2 separate regions of the Sus scrofa genome follow, and region 1 is linked to region 2. The links are chromatin contacts, called in public HiChIP or PLAC-seq maps. All regions are on one chromosome and are shown on one strand. Each heading gives the region's core, a stretch centred on a gene start, on an enhancer-like site or on the middle of the called end of the contact. The rest is flanking DNA. Distances are from core to core; before and after follow the strand shown. Region 1 has its middle 70 kb from the start of ABR. Region 2 has its middle 31 kb from the start of BHLHA9.

Region 1 (5,587 bases), core at 334-2,833, 69 kb before region 2:
ACTTGGCCACGCTGGCACCTTGATCTTGGATGTCCCAGCTTCCAGAACTGTGAGAATTAAGTACCCACTGTTCAAGCCGCCCAGTCTATGGCATGTTGTTAGAGCAGCCTGAGCTAAGACAGTCACCACGTGACTGTGCCCATCCAGTCACGTGGTGCTGCAGAAGGCATCCTAGCCTCCGATACCGTAAGATAGCTTCGCTGGCAAGAAAGGGCATACCAGGCAGCTTTGGCACCTGACACTATCATGAATTTAAGAGAGGCGCTCTTAAAGCGACCCTCCTGGGGGAGGAGCAGGGCAAAGACGCTACGATGCGTTTTCACCCTCTTGCTCAACTGAAGTCTCACAAGCTCTTGGGTCTTTCAACTAATCCCTGGACATGAGGCCTGTCCCTGGAGTGTCCCTGGCGGTTACGGTGTTCTGCGAAGCAATAGGACAGTTACGTCTCTCAGAAAAGCAGCCTCCAGCCCTGCCCGGCTCAGGTGCAGCCAAGTATTGTAAGGAGCGCTTTAAGGAAAAGTGTCCCTTAGCCACCCTCTCAGGAGAATGCAGGAGAAGACTGAGGTATCTGCTGTACATCCTGCCTTATCCGAATTTTCATGTCTCTACTACCCTAGCCCCCCAAAAGACCAGAACACTCAGAACTTTCTCAAAAATTCTTTGTTCTCGAAAGAGAGCTAGAGGCCTTGGGGGAAGAAAACACTGCAGGAGAGGGATGAGATTCACTTTCCTAAGGAAAGACTCTGCACTTCTGAGAAACCTTCCTATAGAACCTCAAAAGGCAGAGGCTCTGAGGGATTTTGGTTCCCCTGTGAAGCCACCCGGGGAAAAGCACTTCCCAGTGCTGAGGGGCCACTCATCTCTGAGCCTGCCTGGTCCAGGCTCAGCTGAGAACTGGAGGGACACTTAGAATCACTCCTAGTGCAGAGCCACCAGGAAGAGGGCCTGATCCTGTGCTTTGGGTGGAGAGGGTGAGGGCTGGGCGCCAGGAGCCGCAGCGGCCCCAGCTTCCAGCTAAAAGATCTCCAAGGCCCGCCCCTGTGCACCCCATCTGGGGTGGGCCCTGTGCCCAATGTCTAGTCTGACAGGTGGCAGACAGGAAGACGTTGCCTGCTGCCACCCCCCCAGACCGCCTGACCCCTCCTGAGCCTACGTTCGCTGACCTCCTTAGATCTTAGCCATGACGCGGATGACACACGGTTCTTCCCCCCACGCTCCCTCCCATGGCCCAGTGTCTTCTAGACAACTCCTTGCTCAACCCCTTACATGCCCCACAGAGTTATTTTCCAGGTTCCTATTTCTATCTGCTTATGCAAGCTTCTTTCCTCCAGGAAGCCACGTGCTCATTACACGACGGTGGCCACAGGCCACCCGCAGAGGGGGGAAGGATGCTAGGAAGGGTCCCCTTTCTGGACCCCCAGGGGGCCTGGGACCACTGGGAGAGACAGCGCAGCCAGAAAGAGATCTTGACTTGGTTCCAGTTTCCCCAGAGAGCAGTCTCTTTGGCAGGAGGCCCCTGTACACAGGCTAGAGGCCAGGCAGCCCGAAGCAGAAGAGAGCAGCAACCACCCAGATGGGCTAGAAAGGTCATGGTGGCTCTTCTTAGTACCAGCTGGACCTGGCTCCAGGCCTGCCCTGCCCCTCAGATCCTTGGCTCTTGGGGCAGATGCACTGTTGGAGCAAAGCTGCTAAGACAGGCCTAGCTGGCCAGGGTCTCCACTCAGGCGGTTAGTTCTTTGGGGGCTCTCAGGGAGGCTGAGCTGGTTTTTTTTTTTCCTCTGGAAGTAATAGGGCTGCTTTTGTAAAAAGAGACCCTATTTGCCTCCCACATGACTAACCACAGATGAGGAAGCAGCCACAGAGAAGCTCTGGCCCCAGGGCCACACATGGAGCTGCACACACGAGCAGCCACGCTTCCGTCCAGGCCCACGAGGAGCCCTAACTTCCTACAAGGCCACAGAGACCAGGAGCAGTACACGCGGCCAGCGCTTCTGCTGATTTCCAATGTGGCTGGAGGACCGAAAAGGAAGAGGTTCTGTCTTGTCAAGAACGTGATTGGAGCCATGAACAGGAGCTGACTTTCCCCCTGGCCTGCCTCATCTTGGTTCCCAAAGTGTCTGGTTCTGAGGACAAGGCACTCTCCCCCACGCAGACCCTCCTTCTTCTGAGGGAGCTGGGGAAGGTGTGGAAGCTTCCTTATCCTAGAAAACAAGTTCTCTTTGCCTCTGCAGGTAGCAGGGAAGAATGTAGAAACAGGAACCAGGCCTGCTGTGAAGAATACCCAAGCTGTGGCTCAGAAGCCACACTGCAATTAGCACCCTGTCACTTGCTCATTTGTATGCATTTCACATGTATCAGAGACCTCAAGGAAGGTGTGAAGCATATAGGCTGTTGGGTCTCTTTTTTTTTTAACTCTAAGTTTATTCGGTTTGTTTTTCCTGTTGTGAAATTAATAAAGCCACGACTGTAAAAGTTTAGATAATAAAAGAGTAAAATGTGATCTGCGGCTGTACTACCCCCTTAGCACTTTTTCTGCTACAAAAAGGGGAGTCAGGGGGCAGTCTTTCCAAAGACATAAAGCAGCTCTCCAGGTTGTGCTCAGGAGCTTCTTGGCCATTGATCCCTGGCTGGCCCAGCCTCCACTCTCTCCCTGGTCCTGTTACATCCAGCCAGGCAAGGGCTACCTTGACAAGTTCTGACCTCACTCTGCTCAGGGCCTCCTTGGCCCCAAACACAAAGAGGAGCCCCTGTCCTCCAGGTCTGCGCACAGTGCACTTTTGGGAGATGTCTCCGGTTCCTTGGGGGAAGGGAGGGAGGAACCTCACCCGCTGGTCAGTGCTGCCCAGGGACAAGGGAAATAAAGTCGTATCTGCAGAGCAGGAAGCTGGGAGCCGCTCCTGACAGGGCCTCAGGCCTCTTCCTTCCTCAGAGCTGGGCTACAGCTTCAAGATTAGACGGGAGTCCTGGGGTTGGCCAGGGCTGCCCGCCTGCCTCAGAGGGGCTGTACCAGCTCTGGGCCTGTAACGTCAGCCCTGCGGCAACGGAAACTGAGCGGACAGGGCGGAGTGGGGGGAATGGTAAGGACAAAGTTGGTGTGAGTTCACTGCCAAAGCCTAACTCCCAGCAGGGACAGAGCGAGCAGCGGAGGGGTTTGCCCCTCTAGTCTCAGAAGGGCAGGACAGGAATTCCTGTCGTGGCGCAGTGAATACGAATCCGACTAGGAACCATGAGGTTTCAGGTTCGATCCCTGGCCTCGCTCAGTGGGTTAAGGATCCGGCGTTGCCATGAGCTGTGGTGTAGATCGCAGACGCAGCTCGGATCTGGCGTTGCTGTGGCTCTGGCACAGGCTGGCAGCTGTAACTCCGATTAGATCCCTAGCCTGGGAACCTCCATATGCTGTGAGTGCAGTCCTTAAAAAAAAGGGGGGGGGCAGGACAGAGGGGTGCTTTCCGAACTTTTCCACACTGTGGCACATGCAGGAAATGCTGATGTTGGCACAGCTCCCTGGGATGAGCAGACAGAGCTAACAGTTGTCAGAGGCCAGGGGGGCATTTCCCTGCCCCATGACTTGCCCAGCCACCCCGAGGCTGAGACAGCAGTACTTCCCCTCATCTTTAATCCGTTCTAGGCACTGACTGGGAAGCTCTGGGAGAGCAAGTGGCAAGAGATGATCTTCTATTTCTAACAAACCCTCCTTAGTGGCTGCAGGTTTCATAAGCACTTCTTTTAAAATGACTTTTATTTTTTCCATTATAGTTGGTTTACAGTGTTCTGTCATTTTCTTCTCTACAGCAAAGTGACCCAGTCACACCTACACATGCACATTCTTCTTCTCACATTATCATGCTCCATCATAAGCGACCAGATGTAGTTCCCTGTGCTATTCAGCAGGACCTCACTGCTTATCCATTCCCAAGGCAATAGTTTGCATCTACTAACCCCAGATTCCAGTTCATCCCACTTCATAAGCACTTCTGATTTTAGAGGCCCACATACTGCCAGGATAAAATCAGTAAAGCTCCCTTTAGGGCAGACACCCTGGTCCCCATGGCAGGTGAGATGAGGCAGCGTCCAGGTGAATTTAGCCTCACCCCCAGACAATGGGGCTGAGGGCGCACTTCTCAGGAGGCCAGGCTATCGATGGGCATGGCTGCTGATATGGTAGAAGTGATAGCCCGCAGGAGAATGCCATGGCTTGGCCCAGGCATTGGTTGTGCCAATCTGGTCCAAAGGTCCCTGTTTCCCAGCCAATGTGGAGACGGATATTTACTTTTATAAAAGCAGAACTGCCAAGACAGTAGCAGGGTGAGCCCATCCTCCCATCCCAGGTGTCTAAGGGTAGGACACCTGCTAATTCTCCTGGGCACTGCTACCAGGTCCCCTGCAAGCAGCAGCATCCCCCAAAGCTGTTCACATCAGCAATAGCATCAAGAGGCCGGCTTCTGGGCTGCTGCTGTTGCAGATGCAGCGTTTAATGGTTTAGGTCAGGATGTGGTTCTAGAGATAGAACAGACCTGGGTTCAGGATCTGGGGTCCTAAGCAATTCAACCTCTCTGAGCCTCCGTTTTCTTTCACTGTAAAATGACAGTCATGGTAACTGCCTCGACCACATTGTTGAGAGGATCAAACGAGATGAGCAGATGTAAGACTCCTCAGTGCAGGATGTGCTCCATCATACCCACCCAAGCAAAAGCAGCTATTATCATGACATTGGTTGGATTTTGCACATGGGCGTGCACACATACACACACACACACACACTTACTTTATACCTTTCCCCTGAGGACCAAAACAAGGCAAAAAATGAAACAGCACCCCCTGAAAAGATTACCACAAGCCTAAAGAAGAAATATCATGACTTATGTTGAAGCCACCAAAGCCAAACCACACCCTTTGTGTTCTGTATGTGTCTCATTGTCTTTGCAGAGTTAATTTTTAGCATTTTTAAGAGACAAAGCAACCCTTAACTTCATAAGTGTGCCCCCTCCATACTTTGCTATTCAATAGCAATTACAATAAGAAAAAGATAAAATAATCTAGAAAAATAAAATCCCCTTGCCTTCAAGTCAGAGTAATACTTGAGAGAGGCAGGAGCTTCTACATTGCTAAAGGTCCCTGAAAAAGTTCAAGGGCAATGGAAGCTGAAAAGTTGAGTACATTCTATAAACTCCCCTCACAATTTTCTCCAAGGCACCAAGGTAGAGGACCCTCTTTGAGCAAAAGGGAAACTGAGGTCTGAAGTGTTCAAATGTGTTTAAAGAAAAAAAAAAAGAGATATATGAGTAATTTTATGTTAAAATTATAAACCATGAATTACCCAAAGTAAACACTCAATCAAAATCTTGGACCGAGGAGGAGTTCCTGTCGTGACGCAGTGATTAACGAATCCGACTAGGAACCATGAGGTTGCGGGTTCGGTTCTGCCCTTGCTCAGTGGGTTAACGATCTGGCATTGCCGTGAGCTGTGGTGTAGGTTGCAGACTTGGCTCAGATCCTGTGTTGCTGTGGCTCTGGCATAGGCTGGTGGCTACGGCTCCGATTAGACCCCTAGCCTAGGAACCTCCATATGCCACGGGAGCGGCCCAAG
Region 2 (5,076 bases), core at 1,780-4,279:
CCCTTTGCCTGTGATTTGAGTTGAACATATTTTTCCATGTTTGTGGTTTGTCTTTTGACTTTGTTTATATTATTTCCCTTGCAATTTTTTTTAGGTAGTCAAATTTATCTCTTCCTTTCTTTCCTGTCTTTTCCCTTCCTTTCTTTCTTCCTTCCCATCTCCCTTCCTTCTTTCTTTTCTTTTTGGCAGCATCTGCAGCTTGCAGAAGTTCCCAGGCCAGGGACTGAACCCATGCCATGGCAGTGACCTGAGCCACAGCAGCGACAACTATTAATCCTTAATCCCCTAGGCCTCCACAGAACTCCAAATTTATCCATTTCTTTTTAGTAGCTTTTGGATTTTGTGATATAGCGAGAAAGGCCTTACTCACTCTGGAATTATCAAAGAATCTGGTCATATTTTTCTTCTATTACTTTTGTAATTTCATTTTTTTCCATTCCAAACTTTGATTCAATTGGAATTTATCTTCCTATGTAGTATGAAGTCTGAATCCAATTTTGTTTGTCCAGTGGCTACCCAGTTGTTCCAACACTACATACTGATCAATCAACCTATTCTCCCACTGCTTCTAGATTCTATCTGAATTAAACACAGTCGGAGTGGTTTACCAAAGTCCCTACCCTTGGTGAATTCCATTTTTTGTCCCCCATCCCTGTGGGACTGCCCAAAGTACATCTTAGACTGTCAGCAAATATTTCTGGAAAAAGTGACCCCTGGGTCCCATTGTGGTGCAGCAGAAACCAACGCGACTAGTATGCATGAGGCTTTGGGTTTGATCCCTGGCCTCGCTCAGTGGGTTGGGGATCCGGCACTGTAGTGCAGGTCAGAGACACAGCTTGGATCCTGGCAGCTGTAGCTCTGATTGGACCCCTAGCCTGGGAACTTCCATATGCCACGGGTGAGGCCGTAAAAGCCAAAAAAAAAAAAAAAAGAAAAAGAAAAAGTGATCCCAAGTGTTTTTTGCTCAGCAATCTACATTCCCAACCTCTCCCAGATTTCACTGAGTAATTGATCTCTTATTAATTCTTTGATGCCTTAAAAAATATTTTTGTTAAACTTTGTCTAACTTGAAAATTTTTTCTTTGTGGAAAGGATTGTTATAAATTATCTAGTCACCAGGAGAGGAAGTTCTAAGTTTTGGTAGCAGAGGTCCAGATGTTGAACCATCCTTGAATTCCTGGAATAAACTCCATGTCATCAGGATATATTAATTTTAATATACTATATTCTATTCATATTGCATTGGAACATTTTGCATTAATATTAATTAATGAACTACACCTATATATATTTAGTGAAGTCTTCATGGGATTGATATCAGTCTTATGCTCTTATTTCTAAAAGATTTTGAATATTTTCCTTCTCTTTCTATAGCATGTAACAGTTTAAACAGCGCTGAGATTATTTTCTCTTTAAAGGTTTGGTAGAATTCCCCTGTAAAACCATGTAGTGAAGTGGTTTTAATTGCAGTCATTGGGACCCATAGCTGGGGGGCTATGGAGGGAGAAATGTAATCTAAGTGACAGACAGTATTTGATTAAAACCAGTGCACACAGCTGGAGCCGGAGCCATTGTGTGATTTACAAAATGTCAATTCTAGTAAAATCTTCAATACCATGAAATTATAAAAACTAAGTTTTGGGGTTTTATTGCTGCAAGAGTCAAAAAGATTTAGCGTCTTTCTGTTTACTTGTTTTATGCTCTAGCCTTTTTCAGGGACGAAAATATGTACATTAAAGCACTTCTCAAACAGTTATTCTGCTTTCTTGGCCATCAGAGCTCTAGAGATGCGAATAGTTGCTTCAGGCCATAATGACAACCTTCTCGTTAATACCCAAAGCTAATCTCCTATAAAATTTGACATTTGCTCATCAGAAAACAATTCCTTTTTCCAGGCTTCTTAACTGTGCTATTCTCCCTGCAGGGAGAGGGTTTCACCTCTTTGATTACTCCTGTAAGTGGAGTTAAGTGTGATCATTAAGAATAAAGATGAAAGCAAGGTGGGGTGGCCACACATCAAATCTACCGCCTAAAACAAAATCAAAACAAACAAAACCTCAATTACAGCCAAAGTCCTCTAGGACAAAGTGCTATTTATTAGTGGGCTATTTTCTCATCTCTCCTTCTGAGGGAAAAATCACTCCCAGAGACGCTGATGCACAGCCAAAGGGCTGTGGGTCCAAAGGGACCTTTGCGAAGTGACCTGCTTTCCTGGCAAGTATGGGATGTGGAGTGTCCTTGGGAGCTTCAAAGTCATCGGAGACTGAGGCATCTGAATTAGAACCCTGCCCTGCCCTCACACCCTTGGGAAAAAAGGTGGGAGTCAAGTTCACTGCTAAGTGGGGTTGTTTTTTGTTTTTGTTTGCTTTTTGTGTTTTTAGGGCCACACCCGTGGCATATAGAGGTTCCCAGGCTAGGGGACAAATCAGAGCTGTAGCTGGCAGCCTACACACACCACAGCTCACGGCAAAGCCGGATCCTTAACCCCCTGAGCGAGGCCAGAGATTGAACCCACCTCCTCATGGATACTAGTCAGGTTCATTAACCACTGAGCCACGATGGGAACTCCAAGAAATGGTTTAATTTCAGAAGGATATTGTCTGTCCAGCCAATATGTACCCCTGCTCTGTGACGGGTATGGATCCTGCTGGCTAAATGAAGTTAGTTGGCCACTAACTAGGGGAAGCTAGAAATTCTAGTTGCCCAGAGTCATGTCTTTGTCTCCAGATTGTAGCCTCCTAGAGGACAGGGATTATATTTTAATCCCTAGTTCCTCAGTGCCTGGCACGAAGTACATGCTCAGTACAGAAAGAATGAAATAATTAAAACAACAGTTTACACGAATTCATTCATGCATTATGTATCATGTATCCCGTATTAGCCCTGTGCTGAGTCTCAGGAATAGATCAGAGGACAACCCTGGTCTCCATTCTAATGGATTTGCTGCTCAAGGTACAAGATGTCCAAGCACCACAGGAGATCGGAAGAGGGACGGTGGATGTGTGTCCACCCCACACCCTAGAGAGGCTTCCCACCCGCTGTCGTGGCACCTGCAGAACACAGAGCAAAGGAATGGGGGGAAGTGGCTCAAACTCCTCGGGGCTCTCGCTGCCTCGGCCCCCTGTGCAGGGGGCAGTCATGCTCTTCTGGGGTGTGAGAAGATGAAGAAAACCAGGGTACTCGTCTTAACCACCGCTCCCAGCCAGAAGCCCAAGGCACAGAGATTGTAATCTACATCCTTGCTGTTACCAGAGGAGAACCAACGCAGACACGGGAGAAAATCACACCATTGGCGCAGATGGTGGGGGTGTGGTTTCGCTAGAGATGGAAGCTGGAGCTCTAAAAAAAAAGGCAGTGGCGCGCCCCCTGCTGGATCCAAGATTGTTCTGCAACTAACCGAGCACACGCTAAGCCAGGTGGGAGAAAGGCTCAGACGCAAAGTCAGAACAAGGAAACTTCCTTATTCCTCCCAAATGCAAAAACCAGATGATCAAAGGGGAAAATCTACCAAGGTTGAGGCAGGGCCCCCCCATTTCCCCTACCTTCTGGGGGATATCGAAAATGGGTAAATGGTAAACAAAACTCCACCTGTAATCAGGTGTAACCACTTTTCTGGCCAACTCACTACCCATTGATGCCTCAATTCCCAACGCCGGCTCAACTTGGGGAAGCATACATGAATGATCAGAAAACAGCCATCCCCCCTCTTTTTCTGCAAATACAAGGACACTGGGTGTGGGTAATAATACAAATAGCATCGCTTGTAAGGTTTGTGTATCTATCTTACTGGCACCCCCATTATCCCCTCCCCCAACAACATATAATTTGAGGCTTTTCTTTAAAAAAAAAAAAAAAAGACTTTAACGCCCCTAACTAATCATTTCCAAACAGCGACAATTATAAATTCCAAACAAAAACTTAAGAGGCATGTGAGCCTCTCTTAGGCTTTTCATTTCAATAGATTCGCTAATTAAAAGCTATAATTTAACACATAATGACCTAACCATCTCACTTTGAAATCAAACAAAAACCTACCACTAAAACATTGGACTAGATAAAGATAATGAATCCAGGCGCATTTCAGACTCCTGCCGGGCCCCCGCTGGCCCCCTTCCAGCAGCGGGCCTGCCGCCTTTGATGAGCAGCAATAGTTTTCCAAACCATTTGGAGCAAACTCACTATGGGGAGGATAAGTGAGCAATTTGTGAGGCTAAGTGTTTTTTTGGACCCACTCCCACTGCTGATGGAGCAGGATGAATATGTATCCCTTCTTTGCCCTCATTCATTGTCACTTGGTCAATTTCATTTTCTCCCTGGCCCTTCTTTGGCCCCTTGGGAAGAATGCTGTTCCTGAAGTAACAAGCAGGAAGGAATCGTGATCAGGAAAACTAGTGATGAAACCAGGTGAGGCTCACTGCCCGCGGCATCCTAAATGGTTAATAAAATAATAACAATGATTGCTTCCCACCTACCACGCCCCCTGCCTTGGCGGGGAGTTGGGCATCTGTGCCAGGCTAAAAATAGCCTTATGTTCTGGAACCTCCCCCGCAGCCCAAGCTCACACCACTCGCCAGTGTGTGCCACCTGACTGTTCCGCAGGAGCGCTCATTCTCTGGGGCAGGGGGACCTCAAACCCTGGCCCCTTCCTGGAGCCCTGGGAGAGGAGAGAATTGGGTACCTCTGAGAAGGCCTCAGGGAGTGGCAGGAGACTCCCCATGGAACCGAGGCAGGAGGAGTGGGCACTGGGTGAGACCCCAGGAGAATACAGAGCTTGGACACTCTGCTTGTAGGTGCCGGGAGGAGGGGGCAGGCAGGTATAGGCATGTCACACTCCCACCTCCAGGACCTCAGCATGGGCTGTTCCATCCCCAGGAACTGCTTCTGCCCTGAAACTGTAAACCCTAATGGCCCCTCTCTTGAGCACGGTCCCTGTCCTTTAACTCCCTCTCCCCAGCATCCTACCTGTACCTGTTCTTCAGCCTCAAATAGACCTGGTAACAGTCACAACCATCACATCCCCACTGTCACCATCCTCCTCAGTGCTACCACCACACAGTCACTGTCACCATCCTCCTC

What was found. HiChIP or PLAC-seq counts read pairs in DNA pulled down with a chosen protein or histone mark.
Region 1: a contact with region 2 is called in an H3K27ac HiChIP or PLAC-seq map of alveolar macrophages. The contact joins two enhancer-like sites. A contact is called at or near these places in 1 of 5 promoter capture datasets (liver), 12 of 47 Hi-C or Micro-C datasets (alveolar macrophages, blood, brain and 8 more) and 2 of 2 datasets of contacts at active chromatin or transcription factors (alveolar macrophages and skeletal muscle).

The regions. Positions count from the first base shown.
Region 1 is chr12:46,739,312-46,744,898 of Sscrofa11.1, reverse strand. It overlaps a transcript of ABR not described here. Among named protein-coding and RNA genes, the nearest start is that of ABR, 70 kb to the left of the region's middle. Within about 2 kb of position 1,583, at least 27 of the 83 cell types and tissues checked have an H3K27ac peak or open chromatin away from gene starts, as enhancers often do. A contact at or near this core is called in alveolar macrophages, where this site is marked.
Region 2 is chr12:46,672,659-46,677,734 of Sscrofa11.1, reverse strand. No RefSeq gene overlaps it. Among named protein-coding and RNA genes, the nearest start is that of BHLHA9, 31 kb to the right of the region's middle. Within about 2 kb of position 3,029, at least 10 of the 83 cell types and tissues checked have an H3K27ac peak or open chromatin away from gene starts, as enhancers often do. A contact at or near this core is called in alveolar macrophages, where this site is marked.